Linked DNA regions of Sus scrofa: region 1 is linked to region 2. Evidence: chromatin contacts called from public Hi-C data. All regions are on one chromosome and are shown on one strand. Each heading gives the region's core, a stretch centred on a gene start, on an enhancer-like site or on the middle of the called end of the contact. The rest is flanking DNA. Distances are from core to core; before and after follow the strand shown.

Region 1 (3,088 bases), core at 153-2,652, 300 kb before region 2:
TCCACCATTCCCACATTCAGTCTCACTGTCTTATTATTGATGCCCCACTTGTCCACTGGTCCCCATTCCACACATGAAACAGACCCAGAAGGGAAAGGACTCTCCCAAGTCCACCTGGCTAGGACTTGAACCCTAAAGAAAGGAGTCATCACATAGATGGAATGGGAGACTGACAGGCAAAGAGCAAATAGACATCCAGGGAGTGGGGCGCCTGGGAGCAGTGCTTCCAGGGAAGGGCAGGGTGAATCATCTCTAGGCCTTCACAGAGCCCAACCAGCCATTTGTCAAATGTGTCAGACTCCTGCTCATGCTTTAAAACCCCACCTCCCACGTCCTCTCTTACATGCCTCTTTCCTTCACCCCACCAGAGGGCACCCACTTCCTCCACAGGTTCCTCCACCCCAAGTCACATGCAGTTATGTCTATGCCTGGGTCTGTCTTCCCAGGGAGGGACAGGGGCTGAGCCAAGGTCTCCTGGAAGCCACTATCACCTAGCAAGGGACTGCCCCAGAGGCCCTGTCAGGGAGCTTTTGATGAATGATTGGATGAATAAATAAATGAATGAATGAATAGGTGTGCAAATGAGTGGGTTACTGAAGAAGTTAATTCGTTTATTCCATTATCAATGTATTGACTGATCTGTACAAGCAGGCAGCAACTATGGAGTGCCAGGTATATGCCTGGCCTGGTTCCCTTGGCAGCCTCAGCCCTACCCTCAAGACATCTCCTGACTGCCACTCTCTGCTCTTCCACCCCATCCCCATTCCTCATCTTCCCTCAGCTCACAATTGAAAGCTCCTTCTCACCGCCTCCTTCCTCAACCTATCTGATTGGTCTCTACATTCTTTCAACCACTGACGTCCCCTTTAGGTCTTTGCACTTTTTGTTCTGCCAGGAGGAACACTAATCCCTTTGGGACTGGCAGACTCCTACTCATCCACCAAAGCCCCAGCACCAATGGCTGGTGAAGAGCCTCCTCTGAAGAGCCTGTGGTAGTTCCCTTGCTTACCTTCCAGCCACAACAGTTCCCAGAAGGGGACCTAGCCTGGGAGGCGCCTCTAAATGGCAGAGAGGCGGTCTTCACTGGTGTTCCAAGGGAATTAGGGTCCCCCCCAACCACTTCCCATCTCCTCCCATCATCATGCGAAAGGGTAAAGGGTGAGAGCCGTCTAGTGGCTCCCCGCAGGGGGAGGGCAGGAGTGCCAGGCCTCGGCATTGCGGGGCCCCTGTCCCTTCCTGCCTCAGTTTCCCTGGGATTCAGAGGAGGAGCGAGGCCGCTCGTGATGGGGTCTAGCTGCGGGGCGGGGGGTCGGCGCTCGAGGGGCTCAGGAAGCAGGCGGCCGCTGGAATCCTAAGCCGCGCGGCCTTATAAGGACATGTGCGCCCGCGCCAATCAGCGGCGGGGGCGGGGCGCGCGGCCCGCGTACCCCGCCGGCGCGCCCGCCTGCCCGTCGGTCCGTCCGTCCCGTCCCGCGGCCGCCGTACCCGCCAGCAATGAGCTCCACGCAGTTCAACAAGGGGCCCTCGTACGGGCTCTCGGCCGAGGTCAAGAACCGGGTGAGTGAGGGGAGCCCCCCCGCCCCGCCAGCCCAGGCCGTCGCCCCTTCCACGGCTGCAGGGCAGGCACTCTGCCGGACTCCCCAGCATTTGGGGTGGCTCTCCTCCTCCTTAACATCTGGAGGTGCCCCCGAGGCTCCCTCAACTCTGGGAGAGCAGTGAACTCTGTGCTCTGGCACCCCGCAACTTCTAGGAGTGGTTGGGTCGAAGCCCTGCTCCAGCCCTGCTCCCCTAGCCCTCCTCCGTCGGAAGCCCCCCATCCACCCCTCTCAACCCCCAGCCTTGGGCCCCTCCAGCGCTTCAAGGCCTGCGAGTGCCCTGAAGGTCTGAGGAGACCCCAGGAACCCCTTCTTACCCCCCTCCCGCACTTCTGCTTTTGGGGCCACTTCACCTCGGGGAGGGGAAGGGGGCGGGCCTGTGTTTTTTGAGAAGGGTGTGGCCCCCGCAGGAATTTCCCGACTTCTTACACCTGGGAGGTGGGGCACTAAGGGGAAGTTGGAGTTGAGGGGGCCTCCTGGACCAGTCTCTTTGTCCCCATCTGACAGGCTTAAGGGGATAGCATAGGGGTCCTCAGGACCCATGTGGGTCCCCTGAATGTGACCTTTAGATGTGGGTTTTGTAACTTGGAAAGGAGAGCTGGGGCCAGGGGAGACACTTTTTAAGAAAGCACTTGTGTTCCAGCTCAGAGAGGGGCAGGCACTTTTGAAAGGCTACACAGCAGGGTCAGCCCGTCCAGGGAAAGAGGAGCAGAGGGTGACCCCAGACCCAGGGGATGGTCCTAGTCCTGACCTGCAAGAGCTACCCAGCTGGAGGGAAGTGTGTCATTCTTGTCCATCCCCCACATTCCCACCTGGGAATGTGGCCACACAGCTGGGCCACTGGGAGCCTGCCTGGGCATGCAGAGGACAGCCCTGCCAGCCCCAGGCCCTGCCCGGTCAGCACTGCAGGGCTCGGGAGCGCCCGTGGGCAGGGGGAAGTTCACATCACCTCTCTGAGTTCCTGGAGCTTCCCTCCGGTCCATGCAGGAAGCCAAGGTACCAGGTGTGGTCACTCAGCAAGCTCCTGATTCCCCCTTAAACACACCAGTCTCCACTCTGGCAATAATGCCAGGGGCTGGGGGACCTGTATGTGCCCCACCCAGCACCAAGCTGCTTTAAGACCCTTGGTTTACAGATGGGGTTCAGAGAAATCTATCAAACTGCCTAGAGCCACACAGCTGGCCAGTGGCCGAGTGAGGACTGGAACCTAGCCCGATGGACACTGATCCTCCTGGGCAAGCCTGGCATTGCCCCTGAGGCAGCAGAAAGTGGGTGAAGACGTAGTACCTGGTAGAGGGGTGGGGGTGGGGGGTGGCAGCTTCCTGAGATGGAGTGGGATGGGGGCAGGTTGATACCTGCTCTGTCAGGATGAGGTCAGAAGGCTCCCTTTGACCAGCCCTCAGTTTGCAGGTCTGGGGAATGGGCGGGGCACCCACTGGCTTGCCAGGGTCACTCGGGAGCCACACCGGAATTGGACACTGGGTTCCTGTGGC
Region 2 (2,991 bases), core at 122-2,621:
CTGTCTCTTAAGGACTGCAGTGGCGTGTGGATCGGGGCTGTGGCATCTGCAGGCTGGTGGGGTGGGGGTGAGGGTCGGGGTGCGGGCCTCGGGACGGCTCCCAGGGGCTTGCAGGGCAAGGACCTTAGTGGAAAACAGGAACCTGAATAGAGGGGCCTAACTTGAGTTGTCCTTTAAGATAGATCCGCATTGGTCATGAATTGACATCAGTGTAAGAAGTTAACAGTAGGGGAGGCTGGGTGTGGAATAGAGGAACCGCCCCATACTATGTTTGCAACTTCTCTCTGAATCAAGCTATTCTAAACTACAAAGTTTATGTAATTAAAAAAAAAAGTCCAGCTCCACAGTATGGCCAGTTAAGGGAACTGTGAGGGGAGTCGGGTTGTGCCCTGTTCTTTTCTCCTGTGATTGTCATGGGGACGGTGACACCTCCCGGCACCCCATCTCCTCTTTTCAGGACCTCGGGCGCAGGGCTTGGCTCAGCATCCCTGCGCACCTGGCCCAGAGACAGCTTTGCTATCATCACCCGCGTTCACCAGTTCGATCCTGTTTCCCCACAGGTAAAACGGACAGAACAGGTCCCCAGCAGGACTGTCCCAATTAAACGACCTCCAAGGGGCCGGTGTTTTTGCAGACTCCGTTTTGCCAATTTAGGTGTGCAATAATGTTCGTTTTTACAGTAAGCATGGGTTCTAGTCCTACCACTTAAAAAGTATTGGAAATTGGGGTGGTGAAACGGGACGGAGGCGGGGGGCATTCGGGCTGGAATCATAGTTTTTTTTGGGCGGGGGTTACAGTTTGAGACCTTGTGCTGTTAAGTTCTCCTGCGTTGGCATAAACCAGCAGCTGAGCTCCTCATCTACAGAGTGGAGAATATTCTGAGAAGGAAAAGTCAAAATCGACCCTTTCTGGGTAAGGGAGAGCTGAGGGCAGCTGGATCAACAACGAGGCTCGTTGGGGGGCGGGGAGGCGGGTGCCAAAACACCTGCCGAAACCCGGGATCGAACCAGGGACCTTTAGATCTTCAGTCTAACGCTCTCCCAACTGAGCTATTTCGGCTGGGCGGCAGGGGTCGCCTCCGCCTCAACTCCGCCCCGTGCCGCTTTTGGCTGTCGCTCGAGCTGCCAAAGCGGGACGCGCATGCCTCGTAGGGTTGCACCTAGAAACTATTCGCAGCGCCGTCTCTGTGGCGCAATCGGTTAGCGCGTTCGGCTGTTAACCGAAAGGTTGGTGGTTCGAGCCCACCCAGGGACGGTTTTCGTTTTGTTTTGCCTCCCGAGTAAGAAAGTTGGCTAAGCTCCTGAATTTTTCCGAGATGCTCCCCGCCGCATCTCTGTTTTTTTATCCTGCGTGGGGTGTCCCGGGACGCGTGGGGGGGTGCACGGATGCGGAACGTCTCCACACAGGTTCCGGTTTCTGCGCATCGGCCGAGCCGCTTTGGGCAACGGCCCCGGATACCCGGAGCGCTACAGCGGACGGACCGTAGAGGTTGTCTGAAGGCCGAGGCCGAGATGGCGGCGCTGGCGGGTGAGCTGGTCCGGGCGGCGGGGTCGGGGTGGCGGCTCGCTCGGGGAGCCTTCTCCTCGGGGATGTGGAGGCCGGGGGTGACATAAACTCTCAGCCTCGGGAGAGCGCCAGGGTAAGGACTAAAGGGGTCCAGGCTCCGCCCGGGATGCTGCCCTTGAAGATCCCGGGAAGAGGGGGCGCGGGCTGTGCAGCCTCGGCAGACGAGGGAACTGAGGCCTGGGATGCTGCCCTTGAAGATCCCGGGAAGAGGCGGCGCGGGGTGTGCAGCCGCGATAGGCGAGGGAACTGGGGCCCAGAGAGGAGCCGCGAACGCTGGAGGTCACCCGGCCCGGCCAGGCAGAGGCGCGATCCCAGGGCACCCTGCCACTCCAGGAAGGGGACGGTCACCCGCAGAGCAGGCGTCCTGACCCGGGCTGCTTTGGGACCTTTTCCTCCTCCAATTAGAGAGTAAATGCATAGGAAGGAATCCCCAGGGTTGCAGAGGAAAGCAGTTATACTAGGAGACAGTTGTCAGGATACTGCCTTGAAGGCCGAATTCTAGCGGCTGTGTGCCTACTGCCACGATTTTGAAGGATTAAGGAGTGGGCAGGTTCCTTTACACGAAGATGGCTGCAGCCTCTATTTCACAGTTAGGAAACCACCCTCATTTCGGCATCAAACCAGCCTCGATCCCACTAATGCTGCTGTGGTTTGTCGACTACACTCAGAATTTAAGGAAAAGCCAATTTTTTGTAAGATGTTAGTAACAACAAAGAGGGTATTTCTCTTTCCTAGGCCAACTGGCCAGTCTACTGAGTCCTCACCAGCGGCCTCTTCCTAAGAATGTCTGATTCCAGAGACTAGAATTCCCTCACCTCAGAGGTGAAGGGCATTTACTGTGCCGTGAGCTTATCCAGAGCCCGAAATTTTCAGGTGGGGAAGCTGAGCTCAGAGAGGTCCAGCTCCGCACAAGAGTCTGGGGCTGCGCAGGTAACCTGGCTTCAGTGCCCAGTCTCTGAAACCCCAGAACTCCCAGCCCGGGACCTGGAGCCTCGCTGGTGGCACTGGGTTCCTTCACTTGACCAAGGCTAAGACAGAGACTGGGGGACACAGGGAGCCCTAGCATCAAGGGGGAGGCTGCACCACACATGAACATGTGAATGGAGATAGAACAGGGTGACAGGATCAAGAGGGCCTGGGGGGCTTGTATTATCCAGGCATTTGAGGCAAAACCTGGCCCATGAGAAGGGTCAGCCACATGCATGTGTGGCCAGGGTGCTCCAGGCAGAGGTAACCTCAGCAAGTGCCCTGAAGCAGGGGTGACACTGACATACCTGAGGAAAGGGGAGGGTGTGGAATATGGCTTTTCTTCTGTGGGCCGTGGGGTTTTAACGATCTGGTTCATATTCTGAAAAATCACTCTTCACTGAATGTTTGTTAAGTGGAATTTATATAGATGGAGGGTGAGAGGGAGGGTGTACCAGG

What was found. A called contact is a pair of places that touch in the nucleus more often than the background predicts.
Region 1: a Hi-C map of liver shows a contact between it and region 2, with 2.1 times the contacts expected there. The contact joins the promoter of CNN2 here to the promoter of NDUFS7 in region 2. A contact is called at or near these places in 1 of 5 promoter capture datasets (fetal liver) and 2 of 47 Hi-C or Micro-C datasets (liver and subcutaneous adipose tissue).

The regions. Positions count from the first base shown.
Region 1 is chr2:77,383,908-77,386,995 of Sscrofa11.1, reverse strand. It overlaps CNN2 (calponin-2), which reads left to right and starts at 1,402. Exons shown (of 8, transcript XM_003353959.3): 1 at 1,402-1,557. The coding sequence starts at 1,495.
Region 2 is chr2:77,085,521-77,088,511 of Sscrofa11.1, reverse strand. NDUFS7 (NADH dehydrogenase [ubiquinone] iron-sulfur protein 7, mitochondrial) reads left to right here and starts at 1,371. Exons shown (of 8, transcript XM_005661401.3): 1 at 1,371-1,527. The coding sequence starts at 1,386. TRNAN-GUU (a tRNA gene) reads left to right here and starts at 1,181; the gene lies at 1,181-1,254. TRNAF-GAA (a tRNA gene) reads right to left here and starts at 1,059; the gene lies at 987-1,059.